Regions from separate parts of the Salvelinus alpinus genome. Here region 2 is linked to region 1. The links are chromatin contacts, called in public Hi-C maps. All regions are on one chromosome and are shown on one strand. The core of a region is the stretch at or near the end of the contact, and the rest is flanking DNA. Distances in the headings are between cores, read along the strand shown. Region 1 holds the start of LOC139583329 (eukaryotic translation elongation factor 1 epsilon-1-like). Region 2 holds the start of LOC139583341 (transcription factor AP-2-alpha-like).

What was found. Hi-C and Micro-C count contacts between places; a contact is called where the count stands out from the background.
Region 2: a Hi-C map of muscle shows a contact between it and region 1, with 5 times the contacts expected there. The contact joins the promoter of LOC139583341 here to the promoter of LOC139583329 in region 1. A contact is called at or near these places in 2 of 3 Hi-C or Micro-C datasets (muscle and red muscle).

What each region holds. Positions count from the first base shown.
Region 1 is chr8:57,043,797-57,047,036 of SLU_Salpinus.1, reverse strand. LOC139583329 (eukaryotic translation elongation factor 1 epsilon-1-like) reads left to right here and starts at 1,467. Exons shown (of 4, transcript XM_071414287.1): 1 at 1,467-1,590; 2 at 2,509-2,706. The coding sequence starts at 1,504.
Region 2 is chr8:57,755,025-57,758,264 of SLU_Salpinus.1, reverse strand. LOC139583341 (transcription factor AP-2-alpha-like) reads left to right here and starts at 1,565. Exons shown (of 7, transcript XM_071414301.1): 1 at 1,565-1,673. The coding sequence starts at 1,587.

The DNA.
Region 1 (3,240 bases), core at 218-2,717:
AGGGTTTGAATGGTAGATTCAGCTGTAGAAAGGGTTTGAATGGTAGATTCAGCTGTAGGATGGGTTTGAATTACAGATTCAGCTGTAGGATGTGTTTGAATTACAGATTCAGCTGTAGGACGGGTTTGAAATACAGATTCAGCTGTAGGAAGGGTTTCAATTACAGATTCAGCTGTAGGATGGGTTTGAATTTGTAACGATTCTCGTCTGCCGAAGGAGAAGAGGACCAAAATGCAGCGTGGTAAGTTTTCGACATAATTTAATAGAAAACTGAACACTACACAAAATAACAACGAGGAGAAAACGAAACAGTTCTGCAAGGTGAACAGACACTAAAACAGAAAATAAACACCCACAACCAAAATGGGGAAAACAGGCTACCTAAGTATGATTCTCAATCAGAGACAAACTACCCACCCCAACTCACGCCCTGACCAACCTAACACAAAGACATAAAAAAGGAACTAAGGTGAGAACGTGACAGAATTATAGATTCAGCTGTAGGAAACTTTTGATTTAGGGGAGTGGCCGAAAGTGCAGAGCACTCCCATAACAAATCGAGGCACCCCTTTAGCCTATAATATTATCATGACATAATAAGAATATTGTTGACACATTGGTTCTATGACATCAGAAGTCTCCGCCCTCTGCCCCGTCTGCCTGTGCTTCTACGTCTGCATGGCTTGCTCTTTAGGGTTTTAGGCTTGGTGTCTGTAAAGCACTTTGAGACAACTGCTGATGTAAAAAGGGCTTTATAAAATACATTTGATTGATTACAATTTGATTATAAGATGGAGCCAAGACATGCTGTATAGTGCCATGTGTAAAGAAAATATCTATGCCGTGCTGGCTTGGGTTGGCATGAAAAGGATCATTGATCAGGCTTGGTGAATTAAAATGAGACAAGTATTTTCTGTAGGATAACATGCACATCCATTACAAAATACACTTTTAATTCATTAAAACTCCTCAGTTAACAGTATACCTTATATTATTAACCAAATACCGTATGATTTGTGAACACGGGCTATCCTTCCAACAATCAAAACTTCTCTTTAATGTGCCTCAGTGGGTTCTCTTTTTTTTGCTATTTTATTCTCCTGAAATATTATTTTTTATTAATCAAGAAACATATAATTTTAGATATTTGAATTAAACAATTAAACATTCTCAATTTGATAATGTATGTGTAGCCTACAATGAAAATGTAAGTGTGTTTTAAATATGTTTTAAAATATTCTGTAACAAAATATTCAGGGAGAAATTAGTCCTATACTATTTTATAGTATAATTGTTTCATCTGGTCATTAAAGTTATTGATCTGATCTGATGCAATGTAACCTAAAAGCTAGCAGGGCTAAAAAGACAATGTAATGAAACGAAATAAAAACCACTTTTCATGTCACCATTGGCTGAATATGTTGTCCATTTGAGTCTAGTGGGCGGCAATGACTAATCTCGACCAATCGTGTTGCCATCCCATTGCCCAGCAGACATATCGCAATGATGGCGTTGAGAGAGCTGTCATCGCTGGAAAAATCTTTAGGATTGAAAAAGCCTAACAAATACAGTACTCAGGGAGACAAGAAGGTGAATTTGCCATCTAATGGTTGCGGTCACAGTTATCTATATGTGCCAAGTATTATAGACCTTACCACATGAACAGTAGGTTAAAAAGAGTAGCGAGCACATGCTACTCTACTGTCCTTAGAAAAGCTAACGTTAGCTAGCTAACAAGATAATGTCCGTAACTTTAGCAACTCTTTTATCTTCTATTTTTAGCGAAGGCAGGTCACTTAGGAACAAAGATGTGTAATAAATGTGTAATAATCATTGTTTCAGATAAAAATGTGTTGTCATTAGCCAGTTAACGTTAAGCTAACATTGAATGAATTTGCCATGTGAATTGCATATTGGATTGTCAACATATCTTGCTGCTACTACTACACGTACTATAGCTAATTTCAGTGAGTGTGCAGTACTAGTTCTGCCTCAACAGCCTTCATTGCAATGCTAGAAACAAACAGACATACTGTACCACATGGGGTAGTGACAGTGCGTGTGTTGTTGTTTAGGAAGCTAGCCAGCTATACAAATGACTTGAGCAAGTATGCAACTAGCGCTTAAATAGTGTCTCTAACAGGATGTTGACAACTAGTTACAGGGTTGTCGTTTTATTTCATGTGTCCATAATTCCTATCAGGCTCTTAGTGTGCCCAATAATGTTTGTACAATGTTTTGTGCTGCTGTCATGTTTTGTTGTTTTGTTGTGTTGCTACCATGTTATGTTATTGTATTAGGTCTCTCTTTATGTAGTGTCGTGGTGTCTCGCTTGTCGTGATGTGTGTTTTGTCCTATTACATTTTTAATCCCCCGTCCCCGCAGGAGGCCTTTTGGTAGGCCATCATTGTAAATACGAATTTGTTCTTAACTGACTTGCCTAGTTAAATAAAGGTATACATTTTTTTTAAATGTGTAATGCACACATTCTTTTTCTCTCCCACCCAGGTACCCGTGCTCCACAGTAATAATGGCCCAGCTCTGGTCGGCTTGGTGACCATCGCCACTCACCTGGTCCAAGAGGCCAAACGGCCCGAGTTACTGGGTGGGTCAGCAGAACACAAGGCTGTAGTGCAGCAGTGGCTGGAGTACAGGCTCACCAAAGTGGATGGATGCCACAAAGACAATATCAAGACCATACTGAAGGTAGAGACCCAGAAACAATAGTGAAGATTCTTCAGTATTAGAAAGTCAAAACATTTTAAATATCTTCCTCTTGCAAGTTAGTCAGTTTTATTGTAGTCTCTTGTCAAATGAAAATGTGTACCACTACCCACTGTTTTTCATGAGAAGTCCCTTCTACCCTTGTGGGATAGAGGGGCTTGGTGAGCTGTGTACGGAGAGGGTCTAACAGGACCTTGGAGAAGCCCCTTGTCACGATCGTGTGGAGGAGAGACGGACCAAGGCGCAGCGGGATATGAATACATCTTCTTTTATTAGAACCACGAAGATGAACACGAAACGAAACACTTATACAAACTATACAAAACAACAAACGACCGTGAAGCTATAAACGTAGTGCACACACACAGGCTACAAACGTTCAACATAGACAATTACCCACAAACACCTAAAGCCTATGGCTACCTTAAATATGGCTCCCAATCAGAGACAACAATAACCAGCTGTCTCTGATTGAGAACCAAATCAGGCAACCATAGACTTTCCTAAACACCTACA
Region 2 (3,240 bases), core at 316-2,815, 710 kb before region 1:
AAGAATTAAGCACGAAATATGAATTAACCACATTCTATGACATGTCATGTTGTGAAGTAGATTATTTATTTAGCATTGGACTGTTCATTCAGTAAACATCTGAATTACATCTAAACATCTGAAATACAACAACTACTGATGATGATAATGATAATACAGTTGTGTTGTTATTGGCAAGACGCATTACATGCGCATTACCATTACTAAATTGTGAGATATATCAATGCCCAAAAAGTGCAACCAGTCGTTTCAGTATCGTTGCCAATTAAGCATCTTGCACGGTTTTATGGTGCTTAACGGAAATTGTGCCGGGGGCTCGTGGTAGGGGTGCTAGCGGTTGAAACCAAGCCTTAGACAAACAGGTTGGATATTAACATGGAAACTTATCCTGTCCAGAACTCACACAACACACTTGCAGCGTTCCTGTGTACAGTATTCCAGTACACCTTGCTGCTCTGAAATATATTTTAGATTGTTCTATTTCATCTGTACTCCTGCCTGTACTTCTACTCTTCTCAAATCGATTGTCTTTGAAGTCAAACTTTAATATTCCCTCAAACATGTATAGATTACAAGGTTGTAGACAGTTGCCACAGTTGCCAATGACAGACTATAGCACAACCGTCAAAAGAAGTGTGCAAGTTAAATTAAAAAATTTAATCTAAAATATTTGAGTGTTTGCGTTAAAAAATTGTGTGACTGTCTATTTCAAACTGAGCTGGGTTTTCTTAGGAAAAGTATGCTCAAAAGTAAAGGCCTGTTGTTTATGCTATATAGGCCTAGCTTACAATTCACTGTTGAATTTGACATGGCATAATTGTTATTATTGTTTATTTATCATATGTATATCAACTAAATAACATAACATTGCTCAAGCCATATATCTTTCCATTCTGCAATTGACAGTGCAACGCCACCATGTTGTTGACCGCAACATGGATAGAGTCGACATGTGTTCGGTTAGAAATTAAAAGAAAATACGTTTATCCTCTCAGCGCGCGCACGTGTTGTTCTTTTTGTTGTTGTTGGTGTGCCTGATGAAGATGAGTTCATCCCGAGGAGTTTACATAAGTAGGAAATAAACAGATGATAAATAAACCGTGACCCCAATGCACGTAAGGGAATCTAGTAGACTGTGTGTAAGTAATGATGTTACAGTAACCATCAGATTTGATCCTGATACAGTTTCATTTTGAATGTGAATATATATTTTACAACCAATTGACAGAGCCAACTTATTGACATGTTGTAATTCAATAAGATTTTTCATTTAGTTTAGTATTTATACATGTAAAAATTGTAACACGTTAGCAAAGTTATATTGTTGACCTCGCTGAGTAGGCCTATCCACAACAGTTAGCCAATATATAAAAAAGTTGCTGTTGTACCCTTTTCTCTCATATGTTCAATGCAGTGAGACCCAAATGCAAATTCACATGAGACCATTACCTCTACTTCAGGTAGGTTTACACACCCGGTCCATTGCGCATGCGCAACCAGGTGGCACACACGGTTTTTATGGCCAGGTGAGGTAATCTCGCTCAGCACAGGTAAAAGCTCAAATTGTTTTAGGGACCGAAGGCTCAATGAGATTACACGACATGCAAGCTACCATATCAGGACAGATTGAAGAAAAAATCATGTCGATAATTGGCAAAATGGGAGATTGGCAGGTATGTGTTGTTTGTTTCAAGACAAAGGTGTTATTGAACGTGTGCATACTACAGGAGTTTAAGCTAATATATCGAATTTATGGACACTATTGGGGAAATGCATTGGCCATAAACGATTGCCTTGTAGAATTAGTAGCACTATCTTTAGCCTAAATATAAATAAAGTTATATTCTATAGGTATTGTTTAAATTATTTTCACTTGTACAGTGTTAGTTTTCCTCAAACGTTAATAATGTTCCCATTTACCCCTGATTAACAATACCGTATTGGCTGTTGTGCTAACTTTGGGAAAGTCTGTTTAACATGATGCATAGGCTATACCGCTCAAGCAATTTAAGAATATAGAAAACCGTCCCTATAAAGAAGCAAAGAATAGCCTATATGGAATGTGTGAACAGTATATATTTTTTCAAACATCTATTTGAAAGAACCGTGCTCACACATTTTGTTTTGCTTTGCTTTGTTTAAAAAAAAGTGTGAATAGAAAATCTATTAAAATAGCACAGTCTTACATAATATACTCCAACTTTTCATTTTATATGATAATTCGTCTCTTCGATGGTAAATAACCAACACTTGAAATAACATATACTAAAGGTATAGCTCGCCTAGGACTTGTGGTTCTTGTCATCTCAAAGTTCGAAACAAATCTATCCGATCGATGTATTACTGTGTATGTTGCATGTTGGCCTGGTGAAGGGGTTTTTAAATAATAATTCAATGTAGATTTTGAAACAGAACGTTCTAACGCGGTGAAAATGAGGTCGGTAACACAAGCCATGGTGAGATTTAGGTTTCACTCTCCGAAAGAACACCACCTCTAAAATCAACACCGCAGCACACAGACACACACATCCCACGATTTCTAAGGCACTTTTACCTAGACGATAGTTGTCATTGTGAGCTAGTTTCATAGGTCCTCTCTCTAATAACAACTAGTTATAAAGGTACCCCACCAAAAAATGGTAATCTGTAGTTGGCGACCTGGTTCTTGACCCGAAACCCCTGGTGCTCAACTTCGCCGGCGACGGGTCTGAGACCAAATACTTTAGATCCTCATTCACATTAAACAAGCTATTTTGTTGTGTTAATTATTTACATTCCAAAAACAGCGCTCTTCCATGTCGTCAATGGAGCTGTATAGCTACTTTAGAGTGGTCCCTCTTTTACATGACAGTGACAGAATAGCTTCTCATTGTCTCAATACATCTAAAACAACAGTTTACGAAAATCAGATATTAAGAGAATAGTAGAGAGAGAGTATTTGTATAGTGTGGCACGCTCTTCAGGGCAAGTTGAAGATACAGAGACTGATTATACCATAGGTTAGGCCAGGCCATGTGTGTGTGAGCTGATGTGAGTTGTTTTTATCAAGTTGTTTCATAAAAAATATTCTCATGAAACAACATCTGCTAAAACGAAATATGCAAGAAAAGTGAAGCAAATTAATATAAGATATAACACGTAATTATCCAATTATTTTCTTTGATCATATCCATCATAATAATGAACGTTCACACTTCTGCCTAGGTGCAGGGTTTGTTCTTGCCCTTTTGTCATATGTAA